Linked DNA regions of Mus musculus: all the other regions are linked to region 3. A link is a contact called in public promoter capture Hi-C data. All regions are on one chromosome and are shown on one strand. Each heading gives the region's core, a stretch centred on a gene start, on an enhancer-like site or on the middle of the called end of the contact. The rest is flanking DNA. Distances are from core to core; before and after follow the strand shown.

Evidence for each region. Promoter capture Hi-C pulls out the DNA fragments that hold promoters and counts their contacts.
Region 1: a promoter capture Hi-C map of second pharyngeal arch cranial neural crest shows a contact between it and region 3. The contact joins the enhancer-like site here to the promoter of Mrpl14 in region 3. A contact is called at or near these places in 4 of 39 promoter capture datasets (cranial neural crest, frontonasal cranial neural crest, neural stem cells and 1 more), 2 of 484 Hi-C or Micro-C datasets (bone marrow-derived macrophages and nephron progenitors), 12 of 115 datasets of contacts at active chromatin or transcription factors (bone marrow-derived macrophages, double positive thymocytes, embryonic basal ganglia and 7 more) and 3 of 9 other capture datasets (adipose tissue, embryonic stem cells and pancreatic islet).
Region 2: a contact with region 3 is called in a promoter capture Hi-C map of liver, with 3 times the contacts expected there. The contact joins the enhancer-like site here to the promoter of Mrpl14 in region 3. A contact is called at or near these places in 1 of 39 promoter capture datasets (liver), 1 of 15 datasets of contacts at CTCF or cohesin (the NIH/3T3 cell line), 1 of 484 Hi-C or Micro-C datasets (bone marrow-derived macrophages), 2 of 115 datasets of contacts at active chromatin or transcription factors (embryonic stem cells and pancreatic cancer cells) and 2 of 9 other capture datasets (adipose tissue and liver).

Annotation. Positions count from the first base shown.
Region 1 is chr17:46,085,180-46,089,177 of GRCm38.p6, reverse strand. No RefSeq gene overlaps it. Among named protein-coding and RNA genes, the nearest start is that of Mrps18a, 24 kb to the left of the region's middle. Within about 2 kb of position 2,472, at least 47 of the 459 cell types and tissues checked have an H3K27ac peak or open chromatin away from gene starts, as enhancers often do. A contact at or near this core is called in second pharyngeal arch cranial neural crest, where this site is marked.
Region 2 is chr17:45,970,583-45,975,036 of GRCm38.p6, reverse strand. No RefSeq gene overlaps it. Among named protein-coding and RNA genes, the nearest start is that of Gm36122, 24 kb to the right of the region's middle. Within about 2 kb of position 1,611, at least 63 of the 459 cell types and tissues checked have an H3K27ac peak or open chromatin away from gene starts, as enhancers often do. A contact at or near this core is called in liver, where this site is marked.
Region 3 is chr17:45,684,328-45,688,499 of GRCm38.p6, reverse strand. It overlaps Mrpl14 (mitochondrial ribosomal protein L14), which reads right to left and starts at 2,151. Exons shown (of 3, transcript NM_026732.3): 1 at 2,073-2,151. It overlaps Tmem63b (transmembrane protein 63b), which reads left to right and starts at 2,282. Exons shown (of 24, transcript NM_198167.3): 1 at 2,282-2,383.

The DNA of each region.
Region 1 (3,998 bases), core at 1,223-3,722, 400 kb before region 3:
ATCAGAGGTCCACGTCAAAACAGCTCGACGATTTCTGGTTTGGAACTGGAGGAGAGACAGGGACAAAGCAGGGTTTGTTTTTCTTTATTAAAAATGTATGTCTATGAGGGTTTTGCCTTCATGCCCAGATGTGTACTGTGTGTGTGCCTGGTCCCTGTGGATGTCAGAAGAGGGCATCAGATCTCCTGGAACTGGAGTTAGAGTCGGTGAGCTGACTTGTGGGTGCTGAGGACTGAACCTGGGTCCTCTGCAAGGGCAGCAAGTGCCCTAACTGCTGAGCTAGCCATCTCTCCAGCTCCGAAGTATGTTTTCTAAAGAAAAAAACCGGAGGTTTGGTCTGAGGCATGGTAAGTTGGAGATATCTGCTGGCCATGCAGATAGAGCTGACCGTTAGGTGGCTGACCATTCGGATCTGTGATCCTTTGATATTGGTGAACCGGAGTGTCTGTCTGGTGGTATGTACGACAGTCGGCTGGTGGGCCTTTCCCAAGGGCAGGTAGTGCCGTAACTGATGATTGGGGCTGTGCACTGTGGTGGGTCTTTTTCTGAGGTTTGGCTCCACCCCCTTTATGACAGAATTTCACATAACTCCGGCTAGCCTCAAACTTTCTATGTGGCTGGGATGACCTTGAATTTCTGATCATCCCGCCTCCATCTGCCTAGTTCTAGGATGTCAGGAGAGTCACAGCATGTGGCACTGGGGACGGAGCCCAAGGCTTTGGGTTTAACAGTCACGTCCTCCACCACTGAGTCATGTCCTCAGCCCTTACTGGCATCCTCCTTTGTTAAGACTGCTCTAATAATACTAACGAAGGGGACCGCTGTGGGGGAGCACTCCGCTGTGGGGGAGCACCCCAAATGAAAGGTAGCTGGAAAGCATTCGGTACTTTGCCTTGAACAAAATAAGGGCTTGATAGATAGTAGTTAAAGACAGAAAACTAAGCGGCTCTGACTCCTGCCAAGGAGTCATCAGATGAGCTCAGGGGTGTGGACTAGGGAGGGAGATTGTGACTCCAGCCTGCAGCTTGCGTGAGGAGGGTGACACAAGGGTCACAGATTGTGACAGTTGTGCGGAGGGCTGCTCACTGGCAGTATCAGTCAGCCCTTCGGATTAGAGCTGAGTATCTTCTGAGTGTCCCAGCCAAGACCTGGAGGCTGACTGCAGTAGTACCCAAGTATTAACCTCTCCCCCTTCTCTTTTAGTAGAGTCTCATTATAGTCCTAGCTAGCCTGGAACTCACAACATAAACCAAGATGACCTCAAACTCAGAGATAGACCTGCCTCTGCCTCCTGTGTGCTGGGATTAAGGGCAAGCCCATCAGCCTGGCTGGTACTTCACTTTTTAATGACTAGGTCTTAGAAGAACACGCAGGAGACCCTGGCTTTGTTCCCAGTCCAGGTGGACTCCCGTGGATCAGAACGGTGTGTATCAAGCTTCTGCCTTTGCCACCACAGTTATAAACTGGAGGCTTCTACACACTTTGCAGAATTTAGATGAAGATTCCGTGCCTGTAAGAGGACTATATCAGTGATGACTTTTAGCACTTGTGGTGACTGAGTTCAGAGATCTCCAGTGACCTGCCCAAGTTCAGTGCTAGGAAGGTGCGAGGAAGGGTTTAAGGACTCAGCGGGTGTTGCCAGTGCTGCTGGCCTGGGTGTGAGGTTAGAAAGCAAGGAGAGCAGAGCTGGCACAGGGGCAGGGCAGGCTAGAGTAGGGTGTGGCTTTGAGAGCAAGGCCTACTCCAGTGGGTGCAAAAAATCAGAGAATGGGAGACCTCAGAAGTAGGAAAGAGGGCGAAGCCAGCGGGTGATATCTCTAGCTTCCTGCTACTCCGGGACATGAGAAAGTGGATGCTTTGGGTCTGACCATTTCTGTGTCAGCTTTGTAAAAGTACCATCCATCCATCTCCTCCTCCTCCTCCTCCTCCTCCTCTGCCTCCTTGTCATCATCATTATCATCACCATCATATCTCTCTCTTATACACACACACACACACACACACACACACACACAACCAATTCGACTTGGAGACCCTCAGGATCTTGCTCAACATTACCTACACTGACAGTGATAGAACCAGGCTGGTGACCTAGCTTGGCACAACTATAAAGACCGTGTGGTCTTTCCTCTACACCATGCGGTCACTGTGACCGCAGGCAACGGGGCAATGGACAGTATCAGATGACCTTTCCAAGATCTCTTCCTAGCAGAAACATTCTCTGCATCTCCTCTCCTTAGTCTCCTGCCTCCACCCTTCATCCAACCGATAGTAACCCAGAGCTGCCTTCAGGCCTGGGAGAGGAGACCAGCTCCTGGTACAGTCTGTGGTTACTCACATTAACCCTCTGCCGCTTGCCCACCCCCTCCCACCCCGGCTCTGCTGGCAAGGAACCCCAGCCCAACCCCCACACACTGCCTCTGGCCTAGGGGCACTTCCCGGAATTAGCCACCGCAAACAGCTGGCTCTAGGAGGGGGGTCGAGGAGGCTAACAGTTTCCAGATGTGTCAAGGCACCAGGGCCTAGGAGGCCTGAGGTCTCCTCCTGTGGCTGGGAGCTGGGGAAGCTGGCCTCAGATCAGGACTTCAGCAATGCCAACGCAGCCAGTCAGATCCTTGCATGCAAACTGCAGGAAAGTTTGTGGGTGCAGAGCACTGGAAATGTCCATCCTGCACCTGCAGGGAGCCCTGGGGAAGCCCCCGCAACCTCAGCAGCTCTTTGTGGCCTGGACTCAGCCCAAACGGTCTCTAACAAAATTAATAGCCATAACGATGCTCGCTCACGGTCCCACTCCGCCACGTGGCGGTTTAGCGTATACCACGCTTGGAGTCGAATCCCAGGTCAGCCTCCCACCGACTTGGGACCCTCACAGCCTAGGTCCCATGGCCATGAAATAGTTCCTATGTCATAATCTCTGTATTAGGATTAAATAGGAGCTTGGGAGCTCAGGGACAAGGTTGGGGGGGGGCGGGAAGAGGGTTTATTGTTCTCCAATGATAGAGGACTTATCAAAACATGCACAAAGCCCCGGGGTTTGATTCCTAGCACCGCAGAAACCAGGCCACCACATCTGTAGTCTTAGCACTTTATAGGTAGAAGGAGAAGAGCCAAATGTTCAAGCTCATCTTCAGCTACATAGTGAGTTCAAGGCCAGCCTCTACTACCATATGACATTCTGCCTCAAACCAAATATATTTATATATGAAGCTAAGTGGGAAAATCTATACAAAATGCTTATTACTGTACCATACTTACCATGATTTGCTCTCCCTCTTCTTTCTTTCCTTCTTGTGTGTGTGTGTGTGTCTGTGTGTGTATGTGTGTGTCTGTGTGTTTGTATGTGTGTGTGTGTATGTGTATATGTGTGTGTGTCTGTGTGTGTCTGTGTGTGCATATGTGTGTGTGTCTGTGTGTGTATGTGTGTGCGTGTGTGTGTCTATGTGTGTGTATGTGTGTTTCTCTGTGTGTGTGTGTGTGTATGTGTGTGTGTGTGTATGTATGTGTAGGCTAGATGTTCTTTTTTTCCCTTCTTTTTCTTCTCTCTTTCTTTCTTTTTTACTTTTTCACTTTATAACCAGCTTACTGCCACCTCCCGATCACCCTCTCTCACAATCTTTCCCCCTCCATTTTCTCTGAGCCGGCGGGGGACCCTGGGTATCCATCCCCCCAACCCTGGCACCTCAAGTCTCTGTAAGGCTAGACACATCCTTGCCCACCGAGGCCAGACAAGGCAGCCCAGCTAGAACACATCCCATGGACAGGCCACAGCCTTTGGGATAACCCCAGCTCCAGCTGTTTTGGGACCCACATGAAGACCAAGCTGCACATCTGTTACGTATGTATGGGGAGGCCTAGGCTCAGAGGCTGAAGGTTCTTACAGAGAACCATCCATCCGCAAGCAGTCTTCAGCCTTACTCAGGGAGGTGTGGTCTCTCAGACCCAAAGCTCGCCGAAATGGCTAGTTTTGCTAAACCAGCTAGCTGGTGGGATCCTGTCTC
Region 2 (4,454 bases), core at 362-2,861, 290 kb before region 3:
ACAGACAACCTCCTAAGCTTCAAAACAGCAAATGCGTCTAGTGATGGAATGGGTCTGATTGAACAGAAGCAAGAAGGCAGCATATCCTAACTTTCTTACGTTTTGGGATTCAGCATGCTGCTTTGTGCTTTGTTCTTTGTTGTTATCCCAAGATGCTCCCCACCTTGCTGCCCCAGAAGAAGGCCACCTGAGTGAAACCAGCCACTTCTGATCCCCAGTCAAAGTGGTGAGGTGTACAGCGGTGGGCAGGCTTGGTGTTCCTTGAGCTACCTCAGGTGGCAGAGAGCATGCATCTTCGGTTCTCCACCTCATCGCCCCTCCTCTGGTTAGACCCCGCCTCCAAGGGCTCTCTGTCTGGTGGCAGGAAGTGGAAAGGGTGCAGCTGTCAAGATAGATTTCCTGTGGCATTCGCAGTCCATCTGTCCAACAGATCCTTAATGTGAGCCACATGTATGGTCAATGTTTCTAGGAGCCCATTAGAAACATAAAATGAAGAGGCGAGTGTGTGTAGCTGTGTTAGAGTGTGGGCTGAGCACGCACAAGTTCCTAGATGTAGTCCCAGCCCCACAAAAGACCAAAACTAAACCAACATTCCCCACCAAAACACATAAATGGAGCAACTGAATTATTTTTATTTTCTTAAGTGAAACTGATCTAATTCTTGTGTGTGGGGAGCAAATCTGCATGCAAGTGCAAGCTTGGGTAAGTGCATGGAGGACCAGGAAAGCATTGAGTCTCCTCCTCTTCCTCCTCCTCCTCCCCCTCCTCCCCCCTTCTTTTCTTCTCCCTCCTCCTCTCCCTCCTCCTTTCCCTCCTCTTCCTCCTGTCCTTCCTCCTGCCCTCCTCCTCTTTTTCTTGTTTGTTGGAAACAAGTTCTCACTATGTAACTCTGGTTGTGCTGGAGCTCGAAGGCTGGATTAAAGGTGGATACCGCCATGCGCTATTGGGAGTCTGACTCTGATTCTCTCTACCTTATTACTTTGAGTCAGAGTCTCTCCCTGACCCTGGAGCAAGATGTTTCGTCTGGCAGCTGCTAGTCTCGGTGAACCTCCTTTCTCCACTCTCCACACTGTTAGGGTTGCAGGCAAGTGTGAGACCACGCCCAGGATATGAACGTGGATCTTCATGGTTGTGCAGCAAGCCCTCTTCATCACTGAGGCGTCATCTCCACGAGTGAACTTGGTTTTAATGTGTCATATGCATATTTAATAGATATAAAATGCCATCATTTGAACTGATGGTGGGTATCTGATAGTTGAGAGTTTTTAATATCCATGGACAACTGCCCACTGTGGAGCTCATGTTGCATCTGCATCAGGACTGGCCGAGTGAAGGGGTCCTGGCTGTTTATCTGAGCTTACAGAGCTGCCAGTGGGGACATGGTTTTGATGCTGTTGGACTGGATGCCACTGGTACCCACCTGGCTTTGGAAGGGACTTCAACAGGCCAAGGAGGCAATGTGCTGTGTATGCACTTATGTGTGGGAGGGAGGCCAGAGCTTGTATGCACCGGTGTTTTGAAGCCGTGGTAAATATTAACAAGACTTTGTGAGCCAGGCCCTCTGGGAGGCCTAGGCTCCCCAGTAGGGAGGAAAGGAGATAATGCTGTGTACCTTAGATAGGCTGAACCCCAGCCTCCAGAGCTGCAGCACCCAAGCTGCCAGGGACACACAGCCATGACTTCTGTTCCGAGAACTAAGATGCCTAGCCTTGCCGGGAGATTCTCAGAACTCTCGGGCCACAGAAGTACCACTTGGCCTTTGTGTTTTGCCCCACCCCATTGCTCTAAGGTTCCTCTTCACGGTTTCTTTCCCGGCATAGCTCCTATCTCCACACCCACTTCCCTAAGGATACAGTTCATCTAAAGTCGAGGGCACAAGAAACAAGTTCCATTCAGACCACTGCTTCTTTAAAACAAACAAACACCAAAACCCTTCCATTGGGGGTTTCGAGGTATGGCCCGGTTGGTAGAGTGTTTGTCTAGCGTGCACAAAGCCCTGATTTGCTCTCACGCACCTCATAAACTGGGCACAGTGCCCCACGTCCATAATCCTGGGTTAGGGGAGGCAGAGGCAGGAGGATCAGAAGTTCAAGGGAATCCTCTGCTACCTAGTGAGTTGGAGGCCAGCCTGGGCTACATGGGGCAAACAAACAATCAAGGCAAAAGCATTCCCACAAAGTAAAGCTCGGTCTCCTAAGCGTGTGTGGTGCTGGGCTAGCCCTTGCCTCTTAGCATCAAGCAGGCCATGACTGTTGTAGGGTGTGAGCACTGCCCCCCGCCCCCACCCCAGTAGCTATAAGCCTAGGTTTTTTTTTTTTTTAAACTGGAAGTGTTCCAACTCTCCTGCAGCTCTCTCTGAGAAGGGAAAGTGAGAATGCTGTAGGCATTTGCATGAACAAACACTGCAAAGACACAGAGAAATCAAAGTGATGACGTACATACACAGTGCAGGAGCAGAGGACAGGGAGGTACCAGGTAGGGAAAAATCCTCAGGGCTTATTAACCTTGAGTCGGAACCCTGCAGATACAGTATCTAGTTTTAAAAAACAGGTGAGACAAAAAATTTCAATCGTTTCTTTCCTCTTCCTGGTAGACGTGATACGCTCAGACCTATTCTCCCAGTGCGTGAGCTTCCATGCTGAGTGGTATCCGGAATGTGTGTGGACCCGGGATTTGCCAAAGAGATCATTGATTTAAGTGACGGGAGAAGAGTGAGTTCTTTCTAGGCACAGCTTGGCATTAACCTCCAGCTTTCCTATTTCTCTCCTGGTTTCCAGTCTGATAAGAAAAATAGATTTTTTTTTCCTCAGTGCCAGCCCAAAATGGAGATAGGGCCTGTTCTCTGGAGCCTGGGTCCGTGGGGGACATGGCTGGTCCTATGGGAGACCCACTCTGTTTTCCTAGGGTGGTCCTGAGCCTCATTCCTCTGGACTAAGGCACATTCATGGAGGGATTTCCCCTCTATTCTCAAGCACCCACTTCTGCTCGGGTCAGACCTCTCCTGTCCAAACCCTGGGAACTTCTTTACTTCTTACTTTCTCAGGGTGCAAGCACTTGAGTGTTTCCCTTGAGTGCTGTGACAGATCCCTGGAATGTGTGTGTGTGCACGCGTGCGTGTGTGTGTGTGTGTGTGTGTGTATGTGTGCATGTATAGGTGTGTGCCTGTGTATGTGTGTATATGTATGTGTGTATACATGCATGTCTGTGTGTGTGCGCATGTATAGGTGTGTGCCTATGTATGTGTTTGTGTGTGTGTGCATGCATGTGTGTGTGTATGTGTGTGCATATGTATGTATATGTGTGTCTTTTACTACCAGCCTCCTCTAGAATCAGAGAATAAATGCCTTAAGGCTCTAAGGAAATGTATTCTCATATATCCTTGCTAGTAACTCATGACACTCTTGTATCTGCCACTCAGACTTCGGCCTCTGACGTGGGTGAGGTGAGGCCAGTGGGTCAGGGGGTGCAGAACCCTGGAGGCTGCCCTGCCAACCTAGGTATTTGAGCGAGCATTGGAACTGTGGGTTGGACCCAAATGTTTCTTTCACTTTGCCTCAGGGATGGTCTTTAGGTTGTCTGCCCCCAAGACAGGCACAGGACAGATGGGAGGCCTCTGGTCATTTGTAGAGTTCCTGAGGTCATTGACCCAAGAAGGCAGGGTGTGCCTGGGTGGAGCAGACCAGGTCACACTGGGTTGTTTCCTTCTGACCAGAGGGCACTGTCCTCGGTAGCCTGGAGGATTCAGTCCTGGGTTCCTTGGCACCCCTGAGGGGAGGCAGGTGTCCTCCTAGCGTGCTTGCCACCCCTTCTCACTTGTGTCTCTTTCCCTACGGGTTGGCAGCCTTGAAGCCAGCCAGCAGCCTCCACCCTATCCCCACCCAACTGGAGGCACCCTGATCGGACGGACGGTGGCTGGAGATAGGGGAACACTGAGAGGCATCCCGTGGAGGATTTTCAAGAAGCTGCCTTGCAGAGGGTCAATATTTGTTCAGCTCTTGGTCTGGGACGGCCCGTCACTGCCTGTGGCCCCCTCACATTCCAGCCATCGCACCCCTATCTCAGGAACGCGTTCCCATCGACTTGGGGAACCGCACCTGACCTTGGCAATGCTCCACTGTCCTGCCTCCCTCCCTCCTTCATTCCCAGGCTGGAAACTGGCCCCAGGAGGGAGGGGGTGAGAGGAATGCCACAGTCAAGCCCCAGGCTCCTCTCCTGCTGCAACCAAGTGGGAGGCCAGTGGAACCTTGGCAGAGTCCCACCTTGGTCGCCACGGAGAGCACAGCTTTTGGTTCAGCAAACATTAACTGGGTGCCCACCCATTCCTAGAAAGATGGAAAAAGAAAAGGGCATGTAGCTCAGTGGGTAGAGCACTTGCATCTATGGGGCTCTGGACTCCATCACTAGCACTAGGTAAAACCTGGCATGGTAATGCTTGCCTGTCCCCTACATTGGGG
Region 3 (4,172 bases), core at 902-3,401:
CAGCACTTGGGAGGCAGAGGCAGGTGAATCTCTGAGTTTGAGGCCAATTTGGTTTACAGAGTGAGTTCCAGCACAGCCAGGGGTACACAGAGAAACCCTGTCTCAGAAAACAAAAAACAAACAAACAAACAAAACACAACACATAGAAAAATCAAATAAATAAATAAATGTAGTTTTTAAGTGAAAAAGGATCTTCTATATAATTTTTAAATATAAAACAGGTTATCCATTTTACCCATAGGGCTTCTTGGATGTGTCTTTCCTGTGGAACTTTGTACATAATTTTATTAATTTAGGTGTGTATTGATAGAAAACTAGCATGAACCACACTCCTGGAACAATAAAATTCACTTTGAGGCCAAACAGCACATCAGCACTGATAATAGAAGATGGGGGGCCTGGTAAGCTGATTTGGGGGCTTCTGGAGATCACTGGAAGATGTTTCTGGAATTCTACTATTCTAAAAAAAATAATAAAGTGGGAGTCTGAGCCTCTGAGCTCCTGAACCCGTTTCTCAAGTAGCACGCTGTTATAGGATATATGCCGCAGTTAGATGTCCAGAATCCTGGATGATGCAAAAGTCCTTAATCTTGGTTTTGGAGGGCTTTGTGCCACCACAGGTGTGCCACCATTACCACCAGCCCCATCAAAACCTGTTTCCTCAATACAGCTTCTCAGTGACAGCCCCAGGCAGTCTACAGCGGCAGACGCAGCTCCATCTTCTTTCCCTTACCACCACCAAAATCCTCAAAGTTGGGGAATTTGTATGTTTGGTTTGATTTGTTGAGACTTGGTGTCAGGCAATCTCAAGCTGGCCTTACACACCCAAAGCAGCTAAGGATGGCCTTGACATCCTTAACGGCTACCTACATCTAGGATTACGGGCAAACCCCACTGATGGCCAATTCCAATGTGCTCATTACTAGTACTATCAACTGCATCTTCAGAGGATTTAACTGACTAAAAACTCAAGCTAAGGAAAGCGAGAGGTATACAAGAGATCAATACTTTCCCAAACTTTTCTACAACACACAGAAACAGTAGAAGACACCTAATACACCCCCATGCCCTTGTGTCCCAAGACAGAATACCTACTGTAGGCGCAACACACACACACACACACACACACACACACACACACACACGATGGCCATGATCTACTAAACTGATTTCCAAGCCACTCATGGGAGTGTCTGAAAGACACTTCAACAGACCAAATCTTAGAGCTGCAAACCCCCAGCTACAAAACGAGCAGCTGAATAGCCACATACAGCAAACACAGTGACCAGGATGGTAGTGTCCAGTCGTGATGCAAGACCCTCCCTGGGTGCCACCATTTCCCAAGTAATCCAAGGTGATCCCGTCTCGCCTCTTGTGACCGCTACACAGTTCCTCATCTAAGTCTCAGCGTGTAAAGCTCACTTACTGCGTACAGCGGGAAGCAGTATTTCTTCTGTCCCCTTTAAGACCTCGAAATTTAACAGGTGGTATCTGTCGTGTCTTTGTATTCGAGATGTGTGGTGACATACAGAAAAGGGGCGTTCCACCTCTCCAACTCTCAAGTCTTAACCCCACCCCCCCACTAGGAGAGGTCTTTGGTGAACTGAGAATACAGGGAATCCCCGGTGCAAAAGGAGTCATTCAGCCTGACAGAAGCAAAAGCAAAGACTCCCTCTTTACACCACAGAAGTTTCTAGCAAACTCATCTCCAGGCCCAGCAAGAGAGAGAAGCAGATAAAACTGCGGGAGACGCGTCAAAGCAACCGGCCTAGCCACTTAACCCAGGCAAGATCTCAGCCCCCATTCCCCGAGGCTCTACATCCCGAACTGGATAAGCAGGTGGGCGCATCGGGGGCGCGTGGGAGGCGCGGACCCCGAAGCCTTTGGCAAAAAGGCAGCGAGAGGGTCCAGATCTGAGGCCTCGCGAAGAGTGAGCACCCTTCTCACTTGACACTGGGTTTCCAGTAAGGCCTGTCCTCACCCCTCCCCGACAGCGCCTCCCTTATTGCAGAGAAGAAACCGGGAAAAGCAGCGCGAGGGGTGCGAGGTGTTCCCCTGAGCCCCCACCGTACCGCGTTAACAGCCTGGGAATCTCCCGCCACGGACCCCCGCTTGGCAAGGCCCCGCCCCGCACGCTGCGCCTGCGCGCCAGGGGTTCTCCGTGAGTGCGCGCGCACTTTCTACGTGTGCGGCGTGGGGGCGGGTCCTGCGGGAGCCCCTCCCCGGCCCTCCCTCCCTCCTTCTGCTCCCCCTCCCCCACGCGCTGCCGCGGCCGCCGCAGGAGCCCAGAGCTCTAGCCGCCCGGCGACTCCCCCTCCCCCTCCCCAGCCCCGCCCCGCCCGGAGCCGGGGCTCCCGAGTCGGAGCCGAGTCTGCGCCTAGGGGTGAGTACGCGGACCCCTCCCCAGCACCCCTTACTTGGCTCATAGGATCTCACCACCACCCCAAGGAAGGAAAAAAAAAGCACCCGGACTCAGCTGCGCGTCCCCTCCCTTCCACCTCCTGCGGGACCCAGAGGTGCCCGGGCCCCACGGGACCCAACGGAGGCACGCTTTGTCCCCAAACCCGCACCGTCCCTGCCAGATGTGAGTCCTCCCACCCCTGTCGGGGCTCCAGATGTGCGCCGTCCTCTACCCCCGCCCCTCAGGAATATTCCAAGGCGTGGGACCCCTGCGTCCCGGCCCTCGAGTGCCACTCTAGTTCCACCTGCTCCGTCCAGGTGTGCGGCCCCTGCGCGGCCCTCCTCCGGTCCCAGCTGCTCCCCAGCCGCCGGCGCCGCTGAAGGGAACCACCCGCCTCCGCCCCCGAGTTTTGCATTCTAGGGTCGCCAAGTCCAATGCCCTCGGTCTCTCTCTTTTTTTTTTTTTTTAATTCTTTTTCTTGTTGCTGGGGACGAAGCCGGCCTCAAGCAAGGGGTTCATGCTTGGGCAAAGGGCAGGGCTCGAGGTGTTAGCACCAGACGAGTAGCTGCCCCAACCCTGGTGGGGACTGATCTGCGGGCTGGAGAGGGCGGCCGGCCCGGGGAGCATGTCCTCTCCTGCGCCCCACACAGAGCAGTTCATTCATGAGCCGCCCGGGCCTGCGTTGGAGGGTGCGGTGGGGAGAAGATTCAGACGCGAATCCGGAGTAGGCAAAGGCCCTATTGAGGGGGAGGGGGCGCGCTTTGTCCCTCCCGGCCGTCTTGACCGCCTGGTGCGGACTGTCCCAAAGCTTGTCGTTGTGTTGCTCAGAAAAAGCAAGGATGCCCGGGAAGTGGGGAAGAGAGGTCAGAGGGGCTGGCTGCCCTTGGAGCTTTGTGCTGCCACCCGCCTTGGTCCCCTGATCGGAAGTCTGGCGGCCGGTTGCTCAGAGGGGCTTGGGGCTCTGCTCTCTACCGAGTACCACTCCCTGACCCTGAACCTCCTCCCGGTCTGCAGTAGTCGGGTGAATGAGATTGTACCCAACGCCTCCTGAAGAGGGGACCACAGCCCTCTGCCTTCCAGATATAAGAGAGAAGGGGAAGGGGAGTGGCTGCCAGGCTCAGGTGGTGGGTATGCTGCCAGCACCTTTGTCCTCCCGGGTACCAGAGGGTCTACGTCCTGGCATGTACCAGGTAGCACATGCTGGGGCCTGCTGTTGAAGTCTTGGCCAGGGAGTGAGCGAGTAGGTGGGTGGGGATGTTTTGAGGCAGAAGATGGGTGATAAGTCGCGAAGAACCCCTTTTTGGCATCGGTACAAATTCCTTCCAAGTACAGCAGAGTAACAGAAAACCCGGTTCAAATCCCAGCTCCGCTGTTCTTTGAGCTGTGCGACCTTGGCAAGTTACTTAACCTATCTGAACCTCCGTGTCTATCTAAAAGTGTGATTAGTTACTACCACCTCCTTCCGAGGCGCATCTTTGGGATCCAATAGTTTAATGCAGGTAAATAGCCTGGCACTCTGCCTGACAGTTGATCGATTATAATGGGTTCACATCTCTGAACTTCCTGACCTATCAGTTTCCTCTGGAGTCCCACCCCACCTACTGCAGGTGGATGGGGGTATATTCTGGGACTTGGTGACAGAGTCCCTAATATTGAGGGAGCTCCCCCTCCTCCTCCACTGAGGGGTTCTATTCCTTTCATGCTTTATTTTGGTCTTAGCCAGCCTTCCTCCACTAAAGCAACCTCTTGGGGTCTATACCTTATTAATAAC